Linked DNA regions of Scylla paramamosain: region 1 is linked to region 2. The links are chromatin contacts, called in public Hi-C maps. All regions are on one chromosome and are shown on one strand. The core of a region is the stretch at or near the end of the contact, and the rest is flanking DNA. Distances in the headings are between cores, read along the strand shown. Region 1 overlaps LOC135103419. Region 2 holds the start of LOC135103419.

Region 1 (4,503 bases), core at 1,962-4,461, 150 kb before region 2:
TGAATTTTCAATACCTAATGAAATTTCATGATAATAATATAAAAATATACTATAGTGTTTTAATCAATAGTTAATTTCTTAGAAAAATATAGCTATAAAAATTAGTCACTGGCTTATAATAACCGCACCCCACCAAAAAAAAAAAAAAAAAAACACTGCAAAGCAAATATACAGTAAAATCCCTCTTATCCGGCATCAACGGGACCGCCGACATGCCGGATACCAGAAGTTGCCGGATACTTGAATAAAAGTGAAATTATGTCCACAATCACCACCCTACACTCACGCATCTTACCATAACAAGGATCAGCTGATCTGATCAGCTGCTTAAGTGTAAGCACAACACGCTTCCTCTTTTCTACAACTTTAGGCATGATGAAGGCGTCAGGCGATAAACAGTGCACACGTGGGACTGAGTCACTGAGTAAACACGGTGCAGTGGGCCGCGGGTAGCGCGAAGCAGTGCGCTCTGGTGGCGAGGGGACAAAGTATGCCTCGCGCGGGAATTTTAATCGATTTTATGAGTACACATTGATTTTTTTATTGATTTTTAGGCTCGGGGAAAAATGTGCCGGATACTTGAAGCTGCCGGATACTCGAATGCCGGATGAGAGGGATTTTACTGTATTCACTTGCACTGTAACACATGCAACTTCATAAAGGAGTACATACAAATTATAAACAGTACTCCATTATATGAGCATACAAACAGCTAAGAAAAGGCATAACATTATGAAACTGAGCCGTGAAATGGCTTACTATGATTGGCTAAGGAGCCCACAGAATCTGTGTCAGAATCTGTGGTGGAGAGCTCCAGCTCCGGGTGCCGCCCACTGGTGTCTGGACTGCACAGCTTCCTTGGGAGGTGGTGATGGTGGTGTGGATTGTGGTAGTGGTTGTTGGTCTGGGTGAGTTTGCTGACAACAGAATGTTGTGAGGAGGGCTGGGAGCATGGCAGTACTGTTGGGGAGTTCTCTCGTTTGATGCAGTCTTCAATCTGTGGAGCATGAACACAGCCATGAGCACTTCTGAGACTATGCACTACCTCTACAATGTGCTGGATCTAAGGAGATGGAAATGGTGCCCTCTCTCTCTCTCTCTCTCTCTCTCTCTCTCTCTCTCTCTCTCTCTCTCTCTCTCTCTCTCTCTCTTTCATTGCAGAACAATGTAACAGTGGTGTTAAAAATAATGCAATAAAATCAGTAGGACTAACATTTGTTATAAAACAAAAAAAAAAGTTACTCACCGCATACATTTGGTGCTTAATAGGGACGTCATGGCAGTGATCTGAGTGAGGCAGTGAGTTGCGGAGGGTTTTGTCCCTAACCTTGGGAGGAGCGAGAGCAACATTAGGCTGGTAATGGCGCTCGAACTTTTGGGAGTCGGACAGCGGCACCACGCGTCCGGGATCAGCAAGGACGGGCGGCCCCTGACTCAGGTATGCAGGTAACGGCGCTGGCACACTGTGTGGGCAACGTTTTAACTGGTAAGTACATGATTTTAACGTCAAATGAATGGTTCTAGTGGTTCTCAAGTGCTCTGTAATGATTACAGACCGCAATGAAATGACCGCAATGAAATGAGAGACTTACCTGTCCCTGACAAAGGCCGGGGGCGGCGGGGGCAGCGGTTTGCCGTCACGCGTGACGAGTGGGGCGGCCGTCCAAGGAGGAACCATGGGGGCGCACCGCCACATGTAGGAAAGCATCGGATCATATGTGGTGTAGGGGGTCGGCGCCTCTTCCGCTCGAACCTTCTTCGGGAGCTCCTCCTTAGTCTCCACGCGATCCTGCAACACAACAAATTCGATATAGAAGACAATGAAAGACAATTTTGAGGTGCATCTTATAACAGCGAATAAATGTCTTCGCTTCACTTAATATTATAGAGAAAGGCAGTCCTTCATAAACACCAAGAAATGCAATGTCAGTTGTTACAAGCGTTTCATTTCAGGCATTCACACTCACAATCTGAATTGTTTGTAATGATCTCTTGAAAGTCGTTTAGAGGTCACTTTTCACATGCACTTGTATCGTGATGCAAGAGCACGAGCCTCTGCATTAAGAAATACCAGGTGGCCACTACACTGTTCCCTGTTAAGTGAATCACCAGAGAAAGCCTTTTTAAAGGTGCTTGGGTTTCGGCACCCAGAACAAATATACTTCTGAAACTAGTCTTATGTTTCTATCACAACATTCATTAGCCTTGAGGGTTTGCCACGAGGGCGGCGCACGGCGCAGTGTCCCTTGTCAGTGTGAGGCGTGCCTGCGGGCACCTAGCTAGGTGACTCCACCCATACAGGGTACACTTTGATGTAACCAGTTAAGGAGGAATAAAACGCTCTCCTGGAACCTTGACTTTACAATAACCTTGAGGATATCTCAACCTTGACAATGACTTTGGCTCCTGTTACCCTAAGGTGACGCGGGAAAGCAACACGCTCCCCTCCTGAGGATCTCCTGTCACGCACATTTTTTTTTCCAGCCTTGTAGTCAATGCAGTGGCCTAAATCTGGACAACAAAGGCAATGTTGTAGTAACGTGGAGTATATTTCCCCTGAGCTAAAACCTTTCCAGTACAATAAGACTATTTGTTTAAGATGTTGATGCCGAGCCGGTCCGATGCCATAACGGCAGCGCTATTGACACTCGGGCGAGGGATGCGCGGTGGTTCCCTTGAGCCAGCTGGCGAGTATGACGAGACTGTGAGGCGACGCACTGGTATCCGTGACGTCACTACCCAGCTGCGGACACACCCAGGAAAAGGTCACCCTGGACGTCTGGCTGCCGCCGTCCCCTACTCCAGACAGCCACACTCAACACGCCAAGCACAATGTAATCTATATTATTATTGGCATTACGACGGGCACATATTTTTGTTTCGGACGTCAGGGGTACGGCTGTGAAACCATACATGTTTCCCCAAAGAGAGAGAGAGAGAGAGAGAGAGAGAGAGAGAGAGAGAGAGAGAGAGAGAGAGAGAGAGAGAGACGCTTCGAGGAGAGGGGGGGGGGGTAAGGCGAGGCAGCTGGCATCTATCCGCAGCAGACGATACCATCTCTCTGCTTATCTGCTCCTTACTTTTCTATACTTTTCTATGGTCCTCTCCAGGTTAGTGAGGAAGGGCGGAAAGAGTTACTTCACCTTCCCTATTACCTTCCATGTCTGCCCTGTTCCACTCTTCTTCCGGCAGTGGTGCCCCTCCCCCCTCCAACCCTTGCTCCACGTGTCTAGCAACTGCGTAGAAACTGCCTCAGTCAGAATCACGGGTCTCGAGTTAGCAAGACGGGGTTTGCTATTTTCGTACTTAATTTCCAAGAGAGAATGCTAAAAGTATTAGTCTCCACCCCTCCGGTGATATAATACGAGCAGACCAACCCGGTGCAGAAGGAAACGCGGCGGCCTTGTGATGTATTCCCACGTGGTCCCGGCACCGATCAGGGAATCGGACGCGGACAACACCGGCGCCACGCAGGACGGGCTGTCGTCTGCACGTCACGATCCCCGCGCTCCACCACACTGACGACCACGACTTTCATACAGAAAATATAAAAAGAAAGGAAGGAAAATAACCAATAAGATAACATTCCTAGGGAGCAAGTGTGCGGGTAGATGCATATTATTGTCTGCGGAAGAGGGGAGGCGGGAGGGAGGGGGGAGCGGGGCTGCGGGCCGGCGTGGGGCAGCCCTTGATGGCGTCGCGGGTCACCGGGTACAGCAGCAACCATGCGACAGCCGCTGTTCCGTGTTAAATACTTCCTTCAGTCATTCTGTACACCGCCACATGACTCACGATGCCCTGTTTATCACACCCTGCCATGTCAGCTGCTTGAAGAACTAATATCCAGCCTCTCACGGATTTATCACGTCCTGGCGCCCATTACATAACCCAAGCTGGGCGGCGGCGGCAGGACAGCAGCCACCCGTCGCGTCAGTGCCGTAGGTTAACCACATCGGCTTCTGGTGATCATGATAGCGGTGACAGCGAACACACCTGACCTCTGCCCTGCTTTGGTGCGCGGGCGGTAAAGAAGAGGTGAACATCGACTGCGGACGTCTGCTATCAGCTTTAATATGACACATTTCCAGCAGGCAGCCATCCCTCATCCCTACCGCAGCTGTCGCTATAACTGAGATTTGATCAATTGCTTTCACCTCGCGCCGTTATTCCCTTCATGAGAATTTCTGCCACAAGGAAAGTCAATGGCAGCAGACGCCGAGGATATGCTGGAGGTCTGGAGGGAAAGTCGCCACCGCCACTACAGCCACCACGAGGGCACCCCTCCCTCCGTGATCATCAACTGGGTGGTGGCACATGCATAACGTAATGCTCTTACCTTTCACATGAGAGGACTCACTTATCCTTTTCTCATGAAGTGGCTTATCTCTCAGTGCACCGAATAAACACGCAACGTTTGCAATAGTCACCCGTTTTTATCCTTTTAACAAATGTGATGCGACAAACTACTCAAATAAATATACGCACCAAACCTTGGACCACGCA
Region 2 (4,425 bases), core at 3-2,502:
AGTGAATGGTCTGGTTCTCAAGGGACCTGTGGGCGTGGCAGACAAAGCGTGCCGGGGGCAGCAGGCCATGGCACTCCTCGCACTCAATGCAGGCGGCGTTGGGGTTGGTGTACAGATCGTCCCACACCAGCCCTTTGCACTTACCAAAGCAGGTGTGATACACACGCAGCTTTGGGTGATCCTGAGGCTTAGAAGGGTCAGAGACAGGGGCGCGGGTGGGATGGGCGTACAGCAAGGCTTGAGTAAGTCTCTGGGCGTCTGTGTTAGTGATGAGGCCGCAGGAAGGGGCGGAGTGGGGAAGGACGCCTGCTACCCTGAGGGCGTCCAGCTGAGCCTCGTTACAGCCATCCAAATATATACGCAGTTCCTCACACACAGCGTTGATCTGGCTCAGGGAAAAGTCTCGCAGGACAGTATTCAAGATTTGCGGCAAACACAGCCGCATTTCTCCGCCCACGTTAAAACACGTGATGGGCTCCCCATCAAGCAGGGTCTCCCGAACCCAACCTGCACCAGGAGAACCCTTGTCTGCCGCGGCCAGCACCGGCCAAGGTTGCGGCGGGAAGGGCGCCGGGGCTAAAAACACTCCGGGTTCCACCCACGACTCCTCCACTCCGGTGGTGGAGTCAGACGCACTGGTGGTGATGTTGGCAGAGTTGCAGGTGGTGGCAGTGTCGCTGGCAGAGTTACGGACGAGGCTGGCAGTGGTTGTGGTGGTGGTGGTGATATCTACAGAGGTGTCTTTACAGTCGGGCTGGGTGGGCTGTGGACCAACCGTGGGCGTGTGGTTGGTGGGCGGACTGGATGTTGGAAGCCGCCTACTTTCAATATCAACAATGCAACGACGAGGACCATTTTCGACCTTGCTCTTTTTATGGTCCACCTCGTAGAGGAGCGCCTTCTTGTAGCTTAACCCGCGGTACAACTCGTGTTTGGTGGTGGCGTCGAGCTGCTTGATGGAGGGGCGGTCATCGTCACAATCTGCCAGCTTTTTACTTACGCCCATCCTGCCCGTGTCGTTTAAGTAACAGTTAGGTCCCGGCCCATGGAGACTGGACATCGCACTATTTTGATAACTGCGCAACACACGCTTAAGGTGTGGACTGTTGTCCGGTGCCGCCATAAGGCCTAATCAATGCACACTGGGCACTACACGCACTAGCACATCACTGCACTCACAACTGAGGAGCGGCGGTACGTGCGCATCATCTCCCGTCAAAGGTTCTTCACTTACTACCGCGGCAACTCGACACTAGCGCGAGCCACTCTTCCCGCCACCGCTCAGCCGCCGTCCTCCACACTTGCCACACACCCCCCGCTACACCACTACACGCCCATTTCAGACGAATACCACATTTTATTTATGTACATTCTTTTGAATTACAGACAAACATTTCACCTCACATGTATGTATGTCAGTATTGTATGCATTTCATCTCGAGCACGGGCGTCATGAGTTCATGCAGGGAGCTGTACCTTGAGAAATTATCGACATCATAATACACGGTGATTTTATGAGGACAGGTTGATGTCATGCAAAATTAGATTATTAAGCATGATTTATGTGTTGCAGATGTTCAGTCAAGGTAAGGCAACTGAATGTACTGAATTAAGAAGCTAATGAACCACAGACGCATAAACACCACCTGGCAACATTCGCACTATGGCCAGCATGATGTTGGTTTTGTTTATCGCCTAAAACATTAAGTACTTAGAGCACACCAAATAGCAAGAAAGTATTGTGTGTTCAGTATCACACACACACACACACATACACACAGACGGGCCTCTCATGTACTGAGTCACGCGTCGCCTAGTGAGACTTCCCGTCAAAATAGCGCAGCATGACATACTGACTCCAGTGACCGCCTCCACATCCAGCCTCACTACGGCATGCACCCAACCCTGACTCTTTTCTTCTCTAGTCCCCAGCGTGTATTCCAGTAACAGTGATAGCGCTAATGGCAATAATCACTGCTAGGCAACAACCTTTCCCATTATGCTTATGAATGCTACGTGTGGTGTTATATTCATGGCCACGTTTCCTGCTGGCTGAGACTGAAATGAGGCCTAAAACTGACAGCACGTCTGTTATGTAATTATTAATAGCTAAGGAAATACTTCACACATTCCCAAACGGTCTCTTACTGCCAGTTTTGAGTACATTTGTCCCCTAGCCCTGAATTCGCTGGCACAGGCCTCACTTAACGTCCTACCCGGCCATGCATCTGTCGTTATTCCGATTCCTTACCCTATGATACTACTAGTACTGCTTCTACTTTTAACTACTATTAGTACTACTACTGCATCTTTTTTTTTTTTGTCATGGTGTCTTCATCCAGATTGTTGACCTTCCATATAATTTCTTTTCATGTGGCAGCGTACCTTAAAAAAAAAAAAAAATACTTGTTATTCATAACTATATTCCGAGTTTTTGCACATTGTGAGTAATGATTTAGCTACAATAAAGCCATCTAGTAATATCCAGGAGAGAGAGAGAGAGAGAGAGAGAGAGAGAGAGAGAGAGAGAGAGAGAGAGAGAGAGACTGCAACCATTTCAAGTCCCCAGCTAGATAAAGGCTTCTCCACTCTTACCTCTGAGCCATAGCACTGTGCCAATCTGTGCCAAGCTAGATTTTCAAGTTTCAGCTTCGTGTCTCAGTCTACAAGCTGCAACCTGTGAATAGAAGGAAGCCGAAGAGCTCATTGCTCTTTTAATATTTATATCCTGGAATTATCAAAACCTTTATGAGATGCTGGTGATTCATGTCTGTATAACGATGCAGTGTATTTATTGACTGGGTTATTGGTTTTTGTTTCATGTTATATGTAGCACCAAGAGTTTAGCATGCACATCATCTTGTGACAACTACAAATAGAGTGTTTGGGGGCAACGTGATGATCAGTGGTTGGTAGCTGCTGATTGTTATACACACCTATTTCCTTATTGAAGTGAGTATTGCTACTCCATCATTTGACAAGTCATCACCAAATAAAACTTATTATCACTTGAAATGCTGTATTAAAATGACAGAAGCTTTCTCTCCATTTACTGGCACACATAAGTAATAATGGTGTTACAGATACAACTCTTGTTTTATATCTCCATAATGTGAACATAAATTATTCAAGAATTTGACCACTAATAACTGAAAGGAAAAGTATCTATTAAGATGACCTGCAATTTTGAAATTATCATGAAAAATATTATCAATATGAAACTCTTCATTGAGTTTCCATTGACTTTGCACTAAGCCCCTGAGTGTCTGAAAAGAATCAGAGACTAATGGAGTGACATTCATTAACACCATAACCTAAAAAAAAGTTGATGTAGTGTGTGTGTGTGTGTGTGTGTTTTACCTAATGTCTAGAGGATCATGTACTGGACTCCTGAATGCCAGCCATTACCCTCCAGGAGACTTAAAACTCGCATATAAAGTCCAACCTATGAGTAAGACTGTGACCTTTCCCATACCACACACCACATCCTCTTACTCAAGATAGACAGCATCTGCTCTTAGCAACCTGAGCAGGGAATGAACCTTGGCCAGCCAAGTGAAAGGCAATGAGTGTGTGTAATTTGCAAGTCTTGAGGATCACTTGCTGAACCTGCAATAATGGTACAGCTTAAGAGTTCACATAGTCCACTCTATGGATAAGGCTGAGAGTTTTGACACACCACAGGCAATGTCATCTTACTCAGGGAGGACAATAACTATTTGCTTCTCTGTGAAAACTTATAGGAACCTGAGTTAGGTGTGAGGCTCAGCCTGCTCAGTGACAGGTGAGGATGATATCATTGAAACTGTTGTGTGTGTGTGTGTGTGTGTGTGTGTGTGTGTGTGTGTGTGTGTGTGTGTGTGTGTGTGTGTGTGTGTGTGTGTGTGTGTGTGTGTGTGTGTGTGTGTGTGTGTGTGTGTGTGTGTTAGCCACATTTTCCCACTACATCAAACCAACAAAACAATTTACAAAAAGATGCATACAAAGCAATGATGAACAAAAAAGTCTAGATACATTTAACACATCTATTCATCACTGCCACAAGGCATGTGCCTCAGCCTTTGAACAACATATATGCAGAAATGCAAATTGTGAAAAAAAAATTCTACATACCATAAAATTCACGGAAATCCTTAACTTATGCTTTTTAAATACAAAAATAGAAACTTTCCATATGGTGCAATACTTAACAACTTTTGAGAGAGAGAGAGAGAGAGAGAGAGAGAGAGAGAGAGAGAGAGAGAGAGAGAGAGAGAGAGAGAGAGAGAGAGAGAGAGAGAGAGAGAGAGAGAGAGAGAGAGAGAGAGAGAGAGAGATCAGGTGGAAGGAAAGGTTGAAGACAGAAGAATAGAACTAGCAGTAACACTGAATTATACACAAATGTAAACATAAACAAAGCTGTAGTGTCAAGATTTATGGATACAT

Evidence for each region. A called contact is a pair of places that touch in the nucleus more often than the background predicts.
Region 1: a Hi-C map of testis shows a contact between it and region 2, with 5 times the contacts expected there. The contact joins the enhancer-like site here to the promoter of LOC135103419 in region 2. A contact is called at or near these places in 2 of 2 Hi-C or Micro-C datasets (muscle and testis).

Annotation. Positions count from the first base shown.
Region 1 is chr9:4,255,644-4,260,146 of ASM3559412v1, reverse strand. LOC135103419 reads right to left here. Exons shown (of 7, transcript XM_064009622.1): 3 at 1,593-1,789; 4 at 1,247-1,463; 5 at 760-997. Among protein-coding and RNA genes, the nearest start is that of LOC135103420, 9.4 kb to the left of the region's middle. Within about 2 kb of position 3,211, the one cell type or tissue checked has an H3K27ac peak away from gene starts, as active enhancers do.
Region 2 is chr9:4,103,253-4,107,677 of ASM3559412v1, reverse strand. LOC135103419 reads right to left here and starts at 1,252. Exons shown (of 7, transcript XM_064009622.1): 1 at 1-1,252. The coding sequence starts at 1,123. LOC135103414 (SPRY domain-containing protein 3-like) reads right to left here. Exons shown (of 10, transcript XM_064009606.1): 10 at 3,832-4,425.